2 separate regions of the Capra hircus genome follow, and region 2 is linked to region 1. A link is a contact called in public Hi-C data. All regions are on one chromosome and are shown on one strand. Each heading gives the region's core, a stretch centred on a gene start, on an enhancer-like site or on the middle of the called end of the contact. The rest is flanking DNA. Distances are from core to core; before and after follow the strand shown. Region 1 overlaps CPNE5 (copine-5). Region 2 has its middle 19 kb from the start of SRSF3.

What was found. Hi-C and Micro-C count contacts between places; a contact is called where the count stands out from the background.
Region 2: a Hi-C map of liver shows a contact between it and region 1, with 5 times the contacts expected there. The contact joins two enhancer-like sites. A contact is called at or near these places in 2 of 5 Hi-C or Micro-C datasets (blood and liver).

The regions. Positions count from the first base shown.
Region 1 is chr23:38,080,277-38,086,539 of ARS1.2, reverse strand. CPNE5 (copine-5) reads right to left here. Exons shown (of 21, transcript XM_018039278.1): 14 at 2,482-2,543. Among named protein-coding and RNA genes, the nearest start is that of RAB44, 59 kb to the left of the region's middle. Within about 2 kb of position 1,754, at least 3 of the 5 cell types and tissues checked have an H3K27ac peak or open chromatin away from gene starts, as enhancers often do.
Region 2 is chr23:38,212,288-38,218,875 of ARS1.2, reverse strand. No RefSeq gene overlaps it. Among named protein-coding and RNA genes, the nearest start is that of SRSF3, 19 kb to the left of the region's middle. Within about 2 kb of position 1,330, at least 3 of the 5 cell types and tissues checked have an H3K27ac peak or open chromatin away from gene starts, as enhancers often do.

The sequences.
Region 1 (6,263 bases), core at 505-3,004:
GTCCCTTGAACTGCAAGGAGATCAAACCAGTCCATCCTAAAAGGAAATCAGTCCTGAATATTCATTGGAAGGACGGATGCTGATGCTGAAACTCCAATACTTTGGCCACCTGATGCGAAGAACTGACTCATTGGAAAAGACCCTGATGCTGGGAAAGACTGAAGGCAGGAGGAGAAGGGGACGACAGAGGATGAGGTGGTTGCATGGCATCACCGACTCAATGGACATGAGTTTGAGTAAGCTCCAGGAGTCGATGATGGACAGGGAAGCATGGTGTGCTGCAGTCCATGGGGTTGCAAAGACTCAGACATGACTGAGCAACTGAACTGAACTGAATGTTGTAACAAATTCCATAAAGATTTTACAAAATGGTCCACATTTTAAAAAAAAGGTGAGGGAGAGGCAGGCTTTTCACTCCTTAAGCAGTCCTTCCTGCTCTCGTTCTGAAATGGCTCAGGGAAGGAAGGGACTGAAAAGCAGGTACTTTTGTCAAAAAGTGACTCCCTGCAGGCTCGCCTCTCCTGCCTAAGGGCAAGGACAGGCTGCTCAGCAACCAGTTCCATCTCTGACTCCAAGGGGACACAGGCGCCCAGAACCTTCCTCCTGGTCCAGGTGGGTGAGGGAGGAGAGAATCCCTAGACAAACGCCTCCATCAGCTGCCTGCCTGGACATGCATGCTGGCCTCTCGCTCCCTAGAGCCGGCTCGCTCACCCAGGCTCTCCAGAGTGTGAAGAGAGGAGAGGAGGAGGGCCAGGGCTTGCCTCTGAGAGCGCCCTCTCAGCAAGATGACAAGATCTCACAGCACCCAGCCCTTGGACTCATCCATCTCTCTCACACCCCACCTCGTAGCTATGAGGCGGATTCAATGGTGGTGGTGGTGGCGGTTGAGTCGCTCGGTCGTGTCTGACTCTTTGCGACCCTATGGACTGCAGCCTGCAGGCTCCTCTGTCCATGGTGTTCTCCAGGCAAGGATACTGGAGCAGGTTGCCATTTCCTTCTCCAGGGGATCTTCCCAACCCAGGAATCAAACGCAGGTCTCCTGCACTGCAGGCAGATTCTTTACCAACTGAGCCACAAGGGAAGCGTGGTGGATTCATTACTATGGAAGAAACGCAGCCTGTGATGAAGGGATGAACCCTGCCGCTGACTAAGCGGTGTGGCTTCGGACATCTTCTGTAAAATGGAGACAATCATCTTCCCTGGCCCCCTGTATCCTGTAAATTGGGGGCAGTCTGCCCACTGACAGAGGAGCCTGGAGGGCTACAGCCCACAGGGTCGCAGATTTCGGCACACCCGACTTAGCGTGCATGCATGCAAATGGGAAGGATAAACAGGATGAGGGTTGCTTGAAAATTACCATGGGATATCAGGGGTGGTTTTTCAATAGGATAGGGCACAGAGCAGTTCTGATTGGGGAAGGAGCAAGGGCAGGGGCTGGAGTTGACGTGGGGGAGGGACGGGGAGGCCTCTGGGGGACTGCGGGAAGGGCTTGTGCTCAGCGGGGACAAGGAGAGCTGCAAGCCTGTGGGTTGCAGGCTCGAAGCAGCAGGGAGTCACGTCATGGGAGAGTAAGTGTGGCTTCCCAGGGCCTGACTCCTCCCTCTGCCCTGAGAACCAGGCGGCCAAGTGCCGGCTTGGCTGGGATGAACCTTTGGCAATGGCCCCGCCTGTCTCCTTTCCAGACAGGTGTAGTCACTCACCTGCCTGCACCTGTGGGCTCTCGGCTACCCACACCCCTGCCCCGGCACCTGTCCCAGCAGGGAGCGTGCTGGGCAGGACCTCACTGCAGAGTCAGGCTCTTTCCTCATGAGCTGTTTGGCCGGAGTCTCCAGATTTCTCTGCTTGCCTTGGCCCGGAGGCCAACCCCTCTGGTTGTCTCTGTTCCTTAAACTTGTGTTGGACCATCCCCTGGCCTCTGTCCCAGTTTCTCCTGTGGTCCCTAATGACACTGGGCAGATTAATCACCGCCTCCCAGACAGACCATATCAGAAGCTCAGAGCAGGAAGGAACCTTAGAATTCACTAAATTCCAACCTCTCTGTGTAAGCGGAGGAGATGGATGCCCAGGGAGGGAAAGTGATGTGCCCAAAGTACCCCAGCCAGTTCACAGCAAAGAGGGGCCTAGGGTCTGGGCCTCCTGACGCCTAGATCAGGGCTTTTCCACCTCCCTAAGCCCTTAGTTCTCTTTGTCATGGAGTCTCACGTAGTCCCTACCACCTGCAGGTCCCCTCTGCACAGAGACCGCCCACGACCCAAGCGAGCCTCCATGGCTCAGCAGCGCCCTCTGCAGCCACATCAGGGCCCTGCAGGGCTCTGGGGAGTCGTCTGAGCCCAGATACCGGAGGTCTGATCAGAGCCCAGCATCCCAGGCTCTGGCCAGGACCTCAGAGAGGCCAGGTGCGGTCAGCTCAGCTCAGGTCCTTGTTGGGGGGGCCCTTCCCTCCCTCTGAGGCCAAAGAATCCAGGCTGCATCTCTTCTCACCCTCCTTTGATGTAGTCGAGAAATGTGCACTCTGACTCCACAGCAAAGGAAAGCAGCGTGACCTTGAAAACAAAAAGAGGCGTGGTCAGCGGGGAGCATTGAGCAGAGAGCGGGTGCAGGGAGCTTTGCAGATGGTGATGGAGCCCCCAGCATGTGCCAGGTTCGCCCACATCATTGCAAACAGTGCCCATGACAACTCTATGAGGTACTATTATTATCTCCATTCTCCAGCCCAGGAAACTGAGGCTCAAAGGAGTGATGCGGTATATCTAAGGACACTACAAGGACGTGACCAGGTAAGATGGGAACTCAGATCTGTCTGGCCCCAGACCCTGTGCTCTTGACCTCGATGCCAAACTGCATCCTGGAAGGGCCCTGTCTCTGTCACTAGAGTACAGGGGCTCAAGCCGAGGAACTGAGTTTTCTGTTAGTGGACATGGGTGTAGAGGGAGCGGCGGGGTCCTCCAGACACAGGGCTAAGATCTGTCAGTGCTGACAAGCTCCGTGCTTCCATATTAATCCTGAAGGGCTTCCCTGTTGGCTTAGTGGTAAAGAATCCACCTGCCAATGTAGGAGACCCGGATCGATCCATGGGTCGGGAAGATCCCCTGGAGTAGGCAATGGCAACCCACTCCAGTGTTCTTGTTTGGAAAATTCCATGGACGGAAGAGCCTGGTGGGCTACAGTCCATGGGGTCGCAAAGAGTTGGGACAGGACTGAGCACGCACATATGCTTTAATCTTGAAATACGCCTCTTTGGTTTGCACTTGTTTTAAACCTTACTTGTCCCACCTCATTCCTCTAGCATCACCCATCTCTACCTTCTCAGACCCAAGCCCCTCCTAAGTAGCCTGTCCTTTCCCTGGAGGTAACTAAGCACCTGAGGCCCTCTTGCCTAAGCAGACGCTGCTTGACCTATGCCCCTGGCAGCTTTGGCATCAGCTTTCCCAAGACAGGCAACTACCTGGCAGTGGGTTATGATAATGATTTAGGATCGTGGAGACAAATGAAAGCTTGGCAGTTCAGTTCAGTTCAACTGCTCAGTCGTGTCCGGCTCTGCGACCCCATGGACTGCAGCACCCCAGGCCTCCCTGTCCATCAACAGCTCCCGGAGCTTGCTCAAACTCATGTCCATCGAGTTGGTGATCGCATCCAACCATCTCGTCCTCTGTCATCCCTTTCTCATCCTGCCTTCAATCTTGGCAAAGTCAATTAAATGAGGCAAGAATGGGGCGGGGGACACTTTACCAGGGTCAGAGAATTCCACTCTAGGATTTGTAGCGCCCCCTACTGGTACAGATTCAGTCATCTTTATCAACTCGGTGGGGAGACCAGGGAGGGCTTCCCCTTGACAAAGCGGATGAACCATTAGCCCAAATGATGGAGAGTCTGTGAGTACTGAGTTGGGCCTTGGAGACCCCCGTTCGCTGTAGATGGACAAAGCCTCCCTAGTCTCTAGGAGTGGACTGTGGCAGTGGCCTCTCCTCTATGAACATTAGACTCCACGGGAAGCTTTCAAAACATCTTGTGGCTGGACTGAAGACCCCAAACCAATATCATCAGGCTTTCTGGAGTAGGGATATGGCTCTGGTTTATTTCTGGCTCCTCACTTGAGTTTAACATGCAGTCAGGGTTGAATTCCGCCTCAGGCCCTGGGATGAAGCAATTAATTGCTGAACTTGGCTGGCCATACGGATTGACTCAGGGACTTGGTACTCAGAGTGTGGTCCCTGAACAGCAGCATCAGCATCACTGGGTAGAAATGCAGACTCTTGGCATTTCAGCAGGATCCCCAGGAAATCCTGCACATAGCAAGCAAGGTCTGAGAAGCACTAAATATAGATTCCTGGGCTCCCAGCCTGGGTTTCCTAAAATGGAACCCCAGGGAACTGGCCCGGGCATCTGCATTTTAATGGGGATTCTGAACCCTGAGTGATTTTTTTTTTTTAATGGTAAAGATTGGGAAATGCTGGATCAAAGGAAAGTCAGGAGACCTGGGCCTAGCCCTGCCCCTTCCCTAACTCACTGTGACCTGAGGCATCATGTCCCCTCTCTGGGTCTCAGTTTCTTTATCACTAAAGCAAGAAAGCTGGATGAGATCAGTGGGTTTCATACCTTATTATTATTATTATTTTTTTAGCTGTACATCTAATATTTCTTAGCTGGGGAAGGTGCTGCCCTCTCAAGGGGCATTTGGGAACATGAGGGAGAGCTTTGGGGTCTCACAATGACTGGGGTTCTACTGCTAGCTATGGGCTCAGGCCAGGGAGGCTAAGCATCCCACCACATATGGGGAAGTCCTGTAAGACACAGAATTATTCTGCCCCCAATGCTGACAACATCCCCACTGAGAAACCCGGCACCTTTGGACAAAGAAAGTATTACTCCACCCCTGCATGTGAAGCAGCTATAATCAGAGAAGTGGTGGTCAGCAGAGTCCAGCTTACAGTCCTGCATCTCCCATGTGTCTGCACAGCCACCCTGTGCCTTCAACAGGGCAGGGATGATATATTAGACCCATTTTACAGATGGAGAAAAGGTTCCTGGGAGGAATCCTGGGGGCCCCTGCCTGTGGCCTCATCTGGTCTAGAGTTGCCGTTGGCCTGACTCAAATGGCTGCGTTTGGCTGTATTCGCTCTGGGGCAGTGGCCCTCTAGAGTGGGAGGGACATGAAGGGCACAGACTTGGGTATGTGTGCGCTGCTAAGACATCGGCTTGTTCTATAAATGCTTTGGTGGGCTCCACCTCAGGGCCTTTGCACATGCTGATCCCTACAGCTAGAACTCTTTTTCCTTGATATCCTTAATACTTAACTCCCTCACCTTGCTTAAATTTCTGCTTAAAGGTTATCTTCTCAGAGAAGCTTTCCTTGGCTATTTTATATAAAACAGCAAGTTTTGGCCCTTGCATTCTCTATTGATTCATCTCACTATACTTTTAAAATTAATTTTTATTGGAGTATAGTTGCTTTACAATGTTGTGTTAGTTTTTTCTGTATAGCAAAGTGAACCAGCTATATGTTTACATATATCCCCTCTTTTTCAGATTTTCTTCCCATTTACATCACCACAGAACCTGTGTTATTCAGTAGGTTCTCATTAGTTATCTGTTTTATGCATAGTATCAATAGTGTGTATATGTAAACCCCAGTCTTCCAATTCATCCCACACTTCCCCCTTGGTATTTGTTTGTTTTCTATGTCTGTCTCTATATTTGCTTTGCAAGTAAGATCGTCTATGTCATTTTTCTAGATTCCACACTTCACTATACTTTTTTCCACAGCACTCCCAACCACCTGACACACACAGGTATTTGTGGGTGCACTTGTCTTCTGTTCCCCACCCCCCAACCTGACAATAAGTACCAGGGGGGCAGGGATTTGCATCAGTCTTATTCCCTCCTGCCCCAAACAGTGCCTGGCACTTGGGAGCACACAGTAAATATTTGTTGAAGAAATGCAGGAAAGTGCTGAAGATCAGCCCCCAGAAGCCGCTGGGCCAGTGTGATCCCAGGATGGTCTTGGTTAAGGAGGGGGTGTCCACAGCAGCTGCAAGCTGCAGATTTAACGGTTGTGCTCACTGCTCTGTCTACCACCTTCCAGCTCTGTGACCTTGGTTGAGTCACTTCCCTGCCTGTGGCCTTGGTTTCCGCTCTTGTGACAGGGGATGATAATGCCTGCCTCTTAAGGAAACAACCTGTGAAAAGCACCCCAATGGGGAATTTCCCAGAGTAAGAGCCCAATAAGTTCAAGTCCTTTTCCTTCCTGCAGGAAGAGCCCCCCA
Region 2 (6,588 bases), core at 81-2,580, 130 kb before region 1:
ATAAAGGCAGTAATAAAGACAATAGAAATGATAATTCGTATTCCTTGAACTCCTGCCAGCATCTTGCTAAATGTTTTACATATACCTATTACTAGCTCACTTAAACCTCACCACTTGAGGGCAGTTTCTCATCTTGCAGATGAAGAAATCAAAGCTTAGGTCCAAGACCCATGTTAAGTGTTTTGTGTAGAAGAGGTTGTACTTGAGCTAAGTATTGAAGAATGGGATTGGGATAGAAAGCTGGCTGTATAAAGAAAAAAGCCACGTGCGTAAAAGCAAAGGCAGGAAACTTAAAGGTTTTATTATGGACTGACAACTTCTAAGACCCTGTGAATTTATTCAGGGTTTAGAATTGGAGATTAGTAAAAAGTGAGAACTAGAGGAGAACTTAAGAGTTCATCAGGGACTGGTGATTTTCAAACTTGAAAACTAGCCAAACCTTTTTATGGAATGAAATTGTGTATTACAAAGTGCATAAGAATTTAAATGATGTTGTAAGTTCTGGTAGATAAATTCAGTTACAAAGATGGGAAAAATAATGTTTTGATGAATGCAGTCTTAAATTGACCTCAGAGCCAAGTTTTTCCTGTTTTGGTTGTACAGAGAAGTGAATACATTTTTTAACAACTCATTTTGCAATCCCAGAAGTGACAGGATGGAAAGTCTACCTCACAACAACCTAGAAACACAGATTCACTGTAACATGTTAGCAAGTTTTGTGTTCTAAAAAAACCAAAATCATTAGACATACAAGCATATATTTTAAACACAATCAAATGTATGGGAGACTCCTGAGGCACCATGTGAGTTCTTGTGCTTGCCCACACCTTCACCCTGTAGAGCCTGAGGTAAAGGGACAGGGGAGTGAGTTGTTGAGACTGGTGGAGCCCAGCTAGGGCCGTCTCTGGGTGCTCAGCCTCCTGAGTCTCGGCTCAGTGCTCCTGAGATACTGAAATCTGGTGTGGCAGCATGCCATCGCCCTGGCTGTACAACCCCTCACCTCCAAGGCCCTGGCTGCTTGCCCATCTCCCTGGCAGATAAAGCCTCAGACGGAGGGCAAACAGTACCCGGCTCCAGGAGTCCGCGCAGGTCTGATTCACCCAGCGGTTTCTGCCTGCACCACATCTCTTCCCTCGCTGTGGCCAGATCCGGGCTCTTGGGCAACAGGCAGACACCTGTGAGCTTGAGAATGTTGTCGGTTCTTTCAAGGAGGGTTTTCCAGGCCACACAGGGACTTGTCTGCCCTGTCCGCGTGGGTGGCTCAGAGCCTTGCCCCATGGACCTCAAGGCCGGTATCAGGGTGGGGCAGCGTCATGGGGTGCGGTGCTGTGTTACCAGGGTGCAGGCATGTTGGCGACAGGTGGTGGCTCTGAAGCATGGGAGAATAGGTGGGCTACTGACTCCCAGGATTTCAGAAATACCGTTTGTCATCATTTGCCACACTTTTTTCGGGGAAGCATGAAAAACCACTATTAGGAGGTATTCTTTTAATCACAGCATTATTCATATTAGCGTTTTTGTTTAGAGAATGCATTTTCTTCCTCCTGAAGAGAAAAATAACCATGAGCAAGCAATATGTTTATACAGAAACAAATGTTTTAAAAGTAAGTTCACACACTGAAACCTTTGGCTGGACACAGGCTGTTACCAAATAATAAATTAACCTGACCTTGACTCAGAGCAGGTCCTCCAGAAGCTGGTTATCGCTCTGCTGGGAACGGCTTCTCCGAGTTGCTGTGGTCACATCGCAGGAGAGGGAGAAGGTTCTGCTTTCTCCAGAGTTGCAGTGCTGACCTTGACCATACATACTGTCGTGTATTTGTGTTCCTGCTGCTGGCACGTCACCGTGGCCCCTCGTGATAGTGAAGCCTTTGACTCCTCTGGGAGCTCGAGTCTCCACAGCTGAGCAGCGGGAGCCAGAACTGCTTCCCTTCCCGGCTTGTTGGGACAAAACCTGAGGTAACGCATGTAAAGCTTCAACAACTGCCTGGCACAGAGGGAGCCCCAAAGTTGCCAGGCTCAGCGTTTTTCACATGCGCTCTACTCCATCCTCTTTAATACTCACTTTTTATTCAAAGGTAATCCACGATAGTGGCAGGCAGACAGCACATAAACAAGAAGGTGACCCAGTAGCTCAGAATTTTCATAAGTGTTTTTTTCTATCCTATTCTCTTTATTCTGTATGCTTGGAGTGGGAAGTGTCTTCATTTATTTGTGTTTCAGTTGCTCAGTCGTATCCGACTCTGCGACCCCGTGGACTGCAGCACGCCGCGCCTCCCTGTCCATCACCAACTCGCAGAGCCTACTCAAACTCATGTCCCTCAAGTCGGTGATGCCATCCAACCTTCTCATCCTCTGTGTCCCCTTCTCCTCCCACCTTCAATCTTTGCCAGCATCAAGGTCATTTCCAATGAGTCAGTTCTTTGTATTAGGTGGCCAAAGCATTGGGACTTTCAGCTTCAACATCAGTCCTTCCAATGAATATTCAAGACTGACTGCCTTTAGGATTGACTGGTTGGATCTCTTTGCAGTCCAAGGGACTCTGAAGAGTCTTCTCCAACATCATTTGTGTTTAGGGGGTGTTAGGTGATATCATGGCCCCACTTTGCAAATGAGGAAACTGAAACCAGAAAGAGGAAGTACCTTTCCCAAGGTCACGCAGAGTAGGAAGGTCAAGCCAGGTTTGAACCCCGCAGCCTGTGAGCCTAAGCCCAGCGCTTGTGTCAGGACCAGGAGGGACCTCAGAGGTGGCCCTGCATTGAGGTGCCCACCCGTGAGTCTCAACCTGCTCCCGAACTCCCATGTTTACAGGGAGCCTGCGCCCATGATGTATTTCCCTCATGATGACTTGAGGTACTTAAAACCATTCCCCACTGAAGATAAATTCCTGTTTTGCAGCCTGTCCAGTGCTGGAGTCCTGGGAGTGGGCAGGTTGTGAGTAAACAACTCAGGGTTTTTAGCTTCCTCCGTTTTGCTTTCCCAGGGATACTGGGTTGGCATTGTGCTTAGCTCTGCAAGCACATAAGTACTCTCCTCCTGGGCCTTTCCCTCCCTCCCCCTTTTAAAAAATTTTTTTAAATCTTCTGGCTGTGGAGTACAGCATGTGGGATCTTTGTTCCCTGACCAGCTATCAAACCTGCATCCCCTGCATTGAAAACAAGGAGTCTTAACCACTAGACCCCCAGGGAAGTCCCTTCCCTCACTTTTAAAAGGGTGCTTTTTACTGTTTGCTTTCTTCTGGTCTTTCCTGTTTGCTAGCTGTCTTGGAGTTCCCAGCAAGTATTTCCATTGTATTCTAAAAGAAACCAACTGCAGTGTTTTAATGCCTAAGGTAACAAATATGCACTGTTTGTTTCAGTGGTTAAAATTACACATTGAGGAGGAGGTCAAGTGAATTGTGGGCAAGTTGCTCCCTAAAATCTATCTTTAATTTTAAAGAATTCCAAAAAGATAAAGACAGCAGCTCACAACCCTAATTGTGTGGTGGTTGTGAGTGATCACATATGATGCAGGCCCTGCCCTGTGCTAGTCCAGGTGGTACACACACCTATCTCCTGTGCCAACATGGCAGTCAGACCTGGTAGCCCTGAGGGTCAGTTAGCTGAAGGCAGAGACGGGATCTTCACCTCCTTGGTGTGCCCGTTTGGAGGAGGGGGGATAGGGGCTGCAGGTGGCACATACCTCCTGTGGCACCCTGTGCCTTCTCACTGCACCCAGCAAACAGATGGCCCACAGTGTCCTTCCAGCTGGACTCTCAGCTCATGAACTGCTTCAGGCAGAGGCAGCTCTTGATCAGATACAAGTTTACTACACTGGGACCAGATGGTTTGCAAGGTCTTTTCCAACACTTACATTCTAAGACTTGTCAAGTCCAGAAAAAGAATATGATATTTTGGTAAGGATGGCCGGTTCAGACAGTTATTTTTCTGGAGGGTAAAGGAAAAATGTTAAGTGCATACAGTGGGTGACAGTTCATCCAAGGCTGATACAGGCTTTTTTAAAAAATTTAAATTTATTTGGCTGCATTGGGTACACGGTGTGCAAATCTTTGCTGCAGCGTGTGGGCTCCAGAGCATTCGGGCTCAGTTGTGGTGCACAGGCTTGGTTGCCCCACGGTAGGTGGGTTCTCAACCACTGGACCCACCGGAGAAATCCTGGCATCAGGATTTTTAACAGGAACTTTCTGTTAGACAGTGGTCAGGCAAATGTTCGTATTTTATTAAGATCGGAATAGTCACACAAATAGTCCTCACACAACTTTGTTAACAGTTGCTATTCCCACTGCACAGATGTGGAAACTGAGGTTTAGAGAAGGAAAATTTCCTCCCAGAGTGAGGAAATGCCACAGCCAGGACTAGAACCCAGGCCTGACTCCTTAGCCCCAAGCTCTTCCAGCGCATCTCAGTTTTGTGTCTGCTATTAACAGGGCTGGCACTGTGGTTCACATTGATTCAGAGGCTATGTGAATACCCACAGAACCCTAAAGGAAGCAGTGTCTTTGTCAGAGAGGGCAAGTGGGTGTAAAGGAAAAGGATGCCAGTGAGGAATGAAGACTGCCAGGGCCAGGACTTGTTTGTGCAGTGGGCACTGGGTCACCTCTTGTCACTCAGACTGGTATCAAGAAGGTTTTGCATAATGTCTCCAGGTTGCACATTGAAGTCCTGAGGCTTTGTCTGGTGGGAAGACCATAGCATTCAGAGTTGGGAGACCTAGATTTAGCTCCTAGTAATACTGTTATGTAAGCCTGGGCATGTTACTTGGCTCCCTGAGCCTTGGTCTTGTCATCTGTAAAATAGGAACATAGGGCTATTATAAAATTTAAAATAAAAAAACCTCCAATAATCATTAATGAATGCTTAGTGGGTGCCCAGCACTGTTCTCCTAATTTAATTGATTTAATCTTCACAGCAACCCTCAGAGAGTAGGTATTACTATCTTCAAGTTAAAAAAGAAAGACACAGTTAAGTAACTTGCCCAGTATTACATGGCAGCAAGTGGGGAGGCTGGAACTGGAACCTAGGCTGTCTGGCTTCCGGGTATCAGGGTAAGAATTCCAGGGCTGGTGACTCCTAGACAGCACCTTTCTGAGTGTCAAAGACCATTCAAGGTAGATGGGTCTTTCCAAGGGCCTTAGTTTAAGGGCTGTTTAACGATGAGGAATCCACAGGTCAGTAAAAAACCTGCAGGGGGTCTCAGGCAGAGCTGAGGGTGAGGATCCAGGCCTCTGGGCAGCCTTGCCCAGTGGGGGTGCCCATGACCCACAATCCTGAGGTTATGTTCGAGGAAACACAAATCAGTGAAAAAGTGCAGTCACTTCCATGATCACTAATACAGAGAGTCTCAGTGTAAGGCACTTCCACTCTGGAACAGGTTGTGTCTATTATGACCCTTCCCCCAAACACTTTAAATAACAGGAAAATGGTAATGAAAGAGTAAGGCTGCAGCAGGCTATGCTGTGCGGTAACACACCTACAAAACCCTGCACTTAGAATACATACAAAGAGAAGGCTACACTAGAATGGCTGCCTGTGCTGCGGGGAATGGGAGTGGCCCTCAGGGTGAAGGGAAATACAGAAGAGGGGCCTAGCCAGGCACGGTGATGGCATCTGGGGAGTAGGGCTGACTCATCACTGCACCAGAGGGCCAAAAATAAAACTGAGTAAAACAGACAAGCTGAAATCACTCTGCCTGAAACACACTGGCTCTGGGCTCAAGGAGGAAAGGAGGGGGCACACCCGGGCTGCTGCCTCACCAAAGGCAGAGAGGCCTGGAAGTGTCCCCGAGTGGAGTGAGTGAGGTGAGAGCCGGTCACGCGCACGTCTGTGAGCTCAAGCCTGACACGCACTGGTCCATGGGGCCCACCCTCTTATCTGCCGTGCCAGCTGACTGTGCCCTTGACAACCAGCTGGAGGAAGAGGGCAACTTGGTTTACTCGGCTTGCCCGTCTGCAGATGGACAGTTGGATGTAGACCTCTCCTAACAGCCCGCAGGGCTCCTGGAACCTCCTGGGGAAGTGGGTCTCCCCTGGGCACAAAGCCCACAGTTCTGGGCTCGGGTCACAAGGTGGCAGCATGGGGAAGAGCATCCAGATTTGCCGGCAGGCACAGGAAGGGGGGGCGTGGTCCTCGGAGCGAGAGTGACTCATGAAATATGAAACGAGGGAGAAGCCTGGAGCTCCAGGGGCTGGGGAAAAGGGCTTTAAGGGAAGTCAGGCAGGATTTTCTAGAAAGTAGTTCTCATCCCATTAGCCATCACAGAGGTGAGTGGCTCTTGTGTGTGTGTGAATGTTATCACCGCTTCTGTGTGTCCGTCTGTGAATGTGTATGTCTAGTGTGTGTGTGAGAGAGACTAGTGTAATTCTGAGTGTGTGAGGGTGACTGAGTGTGGGGATGGGGAAGAGGGAAGCAGCAGGCTCAGGTGTTGCCAAAGAGTCTAGGAGGAAACTATAAAACTGGGCGATGTGCTCTTATGAGGAAGCACTTCTCCTGGGTCCACAGGGGCAGAGTGCAAAGTTCACGCAGACAGTGGTGACTGGGAGGCATGAAGCATGGGCGGTGGTGCTGGAGAGGCGGTGGTGGCACTCTCAAG